2 separate regions of the Mus musculus genome follow, and region 2 is linked to region 1. Evidence: chromatin contacts called from public Hi-C data. All regions are on one chromosome and are shown on one strand. Each heading gives the region's core, a stretch centred on a gene start, on an enhancer-like site or on the middle of the called end of the contact. The rest is flanking DNA. Distances are from core to core; before and after follow the strand shown.

Region 1 (3,042 bases), core at 88-2,587:
AGAGGGAGGAGGGGGCAAGCAGCCCCTTTTAGAGTAGGTCAGGTCACCCTGGCTGTTGCCAGGTAACTGTAGGGAGGAGCATACCTAGCTGTTGCCAGGTAACTGTGGGGAGGAGTTTAGACAGAATGCTAACATTCACGCCCTGGCACATCAGTATAAACTCTTCCAAGCTTCAACTACCCCCTTCTACTTCCTGCAGACAGTTCTCCTGTGGTTCTAAGCCCTGACCACCAGCTTCAAATCTCCCCTCTTCCTTTCAGCTTCCCTGGACTCTTGAGGCCACAGCACTGGACCTGAATGCTTGGAACGTCTTTGTCTAGCATGGGCGGCAGCACACTCAGGCAGTCTGGGAATGTTTGTGCTGTGCACGCTGGGCTTTGTGTTGGCAGTGAACTTGTCAAATGCCAGGGAGCAGATGCAGCATGGTTGGAGGCCCACAGAGAGGCAGTACCCCAGCAGAGACAGAAAAACAGACGTACTCAGACATGTTGACAGCACACACATAGTCTTTCAGTGAGAAAGCATCCTTAACAAGTACCCAGCACAGGAAGCATCTGGGTTGTCTCTTGTGTTATGTAATTTATCATAAGAACTTCTGAGCTACTAGCTCTGGGCACTAAAACTCAAGTGATGACTCTGGCTTGCTCTGCCTGCCCAGGCCTTGTGGCACCGGGCATGGGTTGCACACAAGTAACAACTGAGAAAGGCGCTGATCTCTGAATCTGAGAAACTAGGGTTCGAATCCTAGCTCTGCCTGTCTGCTGGGTGGCTATTGGTGAATTCCTAAACCTCTCTGAGCCTTAGAGTAACAATTCATTTTGTTTTTTAAAGACTTATTTATTATATGTAAGTACACTGTAGCTGTCTTCAGACACTCCAGAAGAGGGCATCAGATCCCATTACAGATGGTTGTGAGCCACCATGTGGTTGCTTGGAATTGAACTCAGGACCTCTAGAAGAACAGTCAGCACTCTTGACCGTTAAGCCATCTCTCCAGCCCCGAGTAACAATTCTTGAATTACAAGAGGAAAGAATACCTTCAGAACGCCATTGGAAGGAATAATGGAAATACCGTGCCTAAGATGAATAAGATTAGATCCAGGGCCAGCCTCAGTGACTATACTGAGTTAAACTGGTCACCTTCACCACGGTGAGTTTGAGCAGAGGATGGATCTGAGCTGTGGAGCTGGGAAGGCAGTCCCGAGGACAGCCCAGGTCCTGCTGTTTGTGCAACCCACCAGTCTGCTGTAAAACCTGGCTTTCAGCTTTCAGGACAGTCTCAGGTTGCTCACCTGATAACCATGAGATCCACACGGGACCCTGAGTTGTCTCAACAAGGAGTTTGATTTGAGTTAATCAAGAAAAGCCCAGCTGTGTCTTGGTGGCTGCATCTCCCGACAGCCAGGACACTCTTAGTGGTTAAACAGCCTTGAGGCTGTAGATCACTTGTCCCTGCTCTGGGTATTTTGCCGTATATGTACACTAAGGCTATGTGGCCCTTTCTAGGGGATCATGGGAAGGGATTCTCTACAAGTGAATCTAGTCTACCATGACTTAAAAGGGGAGAAAGTCACTTTACCCCATGAATATGATATCCAGCTCATTAAAATTTATCAAAGTTCCTTTAAAACCCACAACAAAGAACACAGTGTCCCACCCTGTGTCATAGCCCACTCCAACTTCTGTTCGGAGAGCTTGCTTTGTTCTGCTAAATAAACATCTATTTAAACTGTGTGGCTCTCTACTGAATTCTTTCTACCTTATCCTATCTTTCAAACTCTCTTGTTCTTTCCCTATTTTTTCACTATGCCAATCTCAGGCACTGGGCACTTACTAGGAGCTCAGCCACGCCCACTCCCTGGCTTGCTGCTTCTTGGCCCCAAGACTGTTAAGGCTCTAACTTCAAATTCCCCAGATCTGCTATAGGGCCAGAATTCAGCACATTGTGTGTGTGTGTATGTGTGCACATGCACGTGCATATGTGTGTGTGTGTGTGTGTGTGTATGTGCTCGTTCACATGAATGTATGTGCATCCTCCTGTGTGAGTGTAGGGGTCAGAGATCAGGTTCACGTGTCTTCATACGCTTGTTTCTGTCTGCTCCCAGCGCTGGAGTTTCAGACTCACATTATCAATCAACTGCGTTTTTTTTCTCTCGAGTGGGTGTTGGTGATTCAAACTCAGGCCCTCACACTTGTGCATCAAGCACTTTACCCACAGAGCCATCGTCCCAGCCTCCACATCTTAGTTTTTATTAGACATTCTAAGTGTATGCTTCCTAAGAATAAAAGATGCAGGCTTCTTTTTAGAATAGCAGTTCTCAACTTGTGGGTTGAGACCCCTTCGGGGGTTGAATAACCCTTTCACAAGGGTGACATATCAGATACCCCACACACCAGATATCCAGCCTATCAGACATTTATATTACAGTTAATAACAGGAGCAAAATTACAGTTATGAAGTAGCAGTGAAATAATTTTATGGTTGAGAGTCACTACCACATGGGGAACTGTATTAAAGGGTTACGTCATTAGGAAGGTGGAGAACTACTGATATAGATGGATGTTCTAACCAGCAAATGGATAATTAAGATGTTGCAAAGAAGTCCTTGGCAGTGGGGTGAGGGGCTGCTTTATGTCAGTCCTACAGGGATGCTCAGGGGTCACAGTTTTTAACAGCGATTACATAGCTCATTGTCTAGCTGGAAGGACGAGTACAAAGGAGAGCTCCATTTCTTAGCAGGCCTGGCTTTGTTTGGTAACTATTTACTGGATACCCTGGTAGCACGCTGCCCTAGTGTGCTGTGGGAGAGGGACCACTCAGCCTGGAACAGAGAATGTAAATACTTGGTGGGAAAAGCATAATTATTTTAAGGCACTTCAAAACAAAAGCGAAGAGGGAAACAGTCTGGTTTTAACCGTTTGGGAGAATCCAGCTTAAGAACAAGCTGAGCTGTTAACAAATGAGCATAGGGGCTGGCTGTTGCCCTGGGGTTCTTGTGACCCCTCACTGACCCTTAGAGGCAGCATCCTGATCTCTCAAAT
Region 2 (2,812 bases), core at 20-2,519, 290 kb after region 1:
TGCTGGTGACTCATTTCCCCAGAGATCACTCCTTGTGCTAGCAGGGCCATGATACCACATTGCTTTCATCATGCAAAAAATAAAACCCCCAGACTGGAAGTCTTGGCTCATCAGCCAACCTTCTATTCTATAAGGAAGAGCACGCTGCGAGAGAAAAGTACCCAGACAAGTGACTGTAAACTTTTACCCATAGATAAAGATATTGAGGCATTTTCTAATTAAAAAAAAAAAAAATCGCAGGCTGGAGGGATGGCTCAGTGGTTAAGAGCAGTGGCTACTTTCTCAGAGGTCCTGAGTTCAATTCCCAGCAACCACATGGTGGCTCACAGCCATCTATATTGGGATCCAAAGCCCTCATCTGGTTGTCTAAAGACAGTGACAGTGTACTCACATACATTAAATAAATCAATCTTTATTAGTCAAGGCCTGAGGCTGTAGCTGACTGTAGCTTATCCAGCATGTAGAAGACCCTAGCTTCCATCACCGCTACCCAACGGGGTTGGGGTGGAGGAATCTATTCTGATTCCTCAAAAGGTATGCTGAATAAAGAAATAGTGATTGACAGCCCTGAGGTCTGGGATTTCTGAGGCTCAGAGAACTGGAGGAGACACCTCTGGCTCAGAGCAAAACTGCGCTTAAGAAAAAGAATTGAAGTCCCAGGACACAGGTTCTGAGAATGGGAGGGAGCGGGGATTTCCTTACAGCAGGATTTGTCTGGTGTTGGAGGTCTCAACACTAATAAGGATACTGTTTTCTGACGGGCTCACTCACTTGACCAGAGAGGCCAAGCAGGGGAGGAGGGGGAAGAGGGCGAGGAGGAGGAGGAGGAAGGGGAGGAGGGGGAGGAGGGGGAGGAGGGGAAACTGCCAGGGCTCAGGAAGGGGACAAAAAGGCTATAAATGGATCCAGAAGCGTCAGAACCCAGAGATGGTGCTCTGGAAGTAAGCGGTATACAGCCAAGAGATCAAAGCAAAAGTTGACCCTAAGGTCTAGCTTTGACTACAGATCCACTGTGTCATCTCACCCCATCACCCTCCTGAACCCACTTCTGGTCCATCTGAGGCCTGGGAAAACTAATGGTCTCCGTGACTGTTCTGTGAGACTCAAATCCAAGGGGGGGGGGGGGGGCGGAGACAGCTCTTCACTTGCCTACGACCCCAAACGCCTGTCTAGTGCTCGATTTAACTCACTGGCCCAGCCTAGCTAAAATCAATTCTGTAATCCCAGGACAGAGCGCAGGGGCCTGCGCCACCTCGTGGGCGATATCGGAACTGCATGCATGCCTTGATCCTGGCATTCTCCCAGGGCATACTTCAGGACACAACACATTAGAATAGTGGCCCAGAGCCGGGCGTGGTGGCGCACGCCTTTAATCCCAGCACTCAGGAGGCAGAGGCAGGTGGATTTCTGAGTTCGAGGCCAGCCTGGTCTACAGAGTGAGTTCCAGGATCAGCCAGGACTATACAGAGAAATCCTGTCTAGAAAAACCAAAAAAAAAGTGGCCCAGAACACACAGCACTATCATTCCTCTGGTTCTTATGCTAGGAATAAACCAATGTTATTCCTGAAACGCCTTCCCCTTGCCTCCAGGGAAAAGAAACGGCAGTGGCGGTAATGCCAATAGTACAGCTAGTGACACTTATGTCAATGGACTTCAAATTCTCACTACTTCCCATGTCCTAGGCCAGTTCACTGGCAGCCCAGGGTAGAGTTGGACGTCTTCAGGACTATTACTATTACTACATGGAAGCTTGCGGCTCTGGGTTAAACATTACACACAGGCAGCGATTAGTCTCCAAGCCGTCCTTGCCCTTTACTCTAGTCCTGGATGCCCATTGAGTGGAAGCGACTCATCCACACCTGCCTCCTGCAAGGGTGGCCATGCCAAGGGCTCCTGGCTTTTCTTTTTCAGCCTTCAAGAAGAGAAGGGTTATTCTACGTTGCTAACTTTGCCTACCTACGGGAACAGTGAAAAGAAGGGAATCCTCTCCTAGGCGGAGGATGCTGCCAGCTGGCACCGGAACTCAGGCAGCCACAAGTGCATCTCTGCAACACCCCAGTGTGCTGCAGCGCCACCTGGCGGCCAGAGTGGCACTCAGCGAGGAGAGCCGGCCTAGATCGCCACTCCACCTGGTATCCAGTTCTGCAGTGGGTGGGAGCCTCGGGAAGACTCATTCTGCTGTTTCAGAGGTTTGGGCCCTCAGAGGTGGGGCTGCGTCCTGAGGCCGTGGTAAAGCAGCATGGCATCTCATGGCAAAAGCTGGGGACCTTGGGTCTCCTTAAGAGTACACCCCAGTGATCCAAGCTCTTCCCCCAACCTCTGACCTCTCACGTGCTCATGCATACACGTGCAAACAAATGAACACATACAACGCGTGCGCGTGCGCGCGCGCGCACACATACACACACACACACACACACACACACGCGCGCGCGCGCGCGCGCGAAAGTCGTAGAGTCAGGTGAGGTTCGAATCGGAAGAATGGAAATTGCTGGTGAATTTGGGTGTGTAAATAAGGGAAGAAGAATCAAAGGACGGGTGGGATAGATTGTCCTGAGTGTTTTGAGTAGAACAAGCTGACACCCACTGTTAGCCGAATAAAATTCAAAACCCTTTGCACAGTTTTTAAGTCTTTAAATTTCAAAGCATTTCTATGAGCTAAGTATTATTGTCCCCATTCTACAGGTGAGGAAACTGAGGCACAGAAAGTTTGTATGAAGTCACACAGCTATCAACTGGAGAGATTACAAGAGAGTACTGCTACGTCAGGCTCCCTCTTTTGAAAAAATGCCAAACTACAATTATTTAATT

The links. A called contact is a pair of places that touch in the nucleus more often than the background predicts.
Region 2: a contact with region 1 is called in a Hi-C map of the G1E-ER4 cell line, with 6 times the contacts expected there. The contact joins two enhancer-like sites. A contact is called at or near these places in 3 of 15 datasets of contacts at CTCF or cohesin (embryonic stem cells and large pre-B cells), 6 of 484 Hi-C or Micro-C datasets (the G1E-ER4 cell line, the N1E-115 cell line, bone marrow-derived macrophages and 2 more) and 14 of 115 datasets of contacts at active chromatin or transcription factors (differentiating embryonic stem cells, embryonic basal ganglia, embryonic midbrain and 5 more).

The regions. Positions count from the first base shown.
Region 1 is chr1:156,787,309-156,790,350 of GRCm38.p6, forward strand. No RefSeq gene overlaps it. Among named protein-coding and RNA genes, the nearest start is that of Gm39683, 44 kb to the left of the region's middle. Within about 2 kb of position 1,338, at least 17 of the 459 cell types and tissues checked have an H3K27ac peak or open chromatin away from gene starts, as enhancers often do. A contact at or near this core is called in the G1E-ER4 cell line, where this site is marked.
Region 2 is chr1:157,075,197-157,078,008 of GRCm38.p6, forward strand. The region is part of intron 1 of Gm30568 (a long non-coding RNA gene); the gene reads right to left. Among named protein-coding and RNA genes, the nearest start is that of Gm30568, 5.0 kb to the right of the region's middle. Within about 2 kb of position 1,270, at least 55 of the 459 cell types and tissues checked have an H3K27ac peak or open chromatin away from gene starts, as enhancers often do. A contact at or near this core is called in the G1E-ER4 cell line, where this site is marked.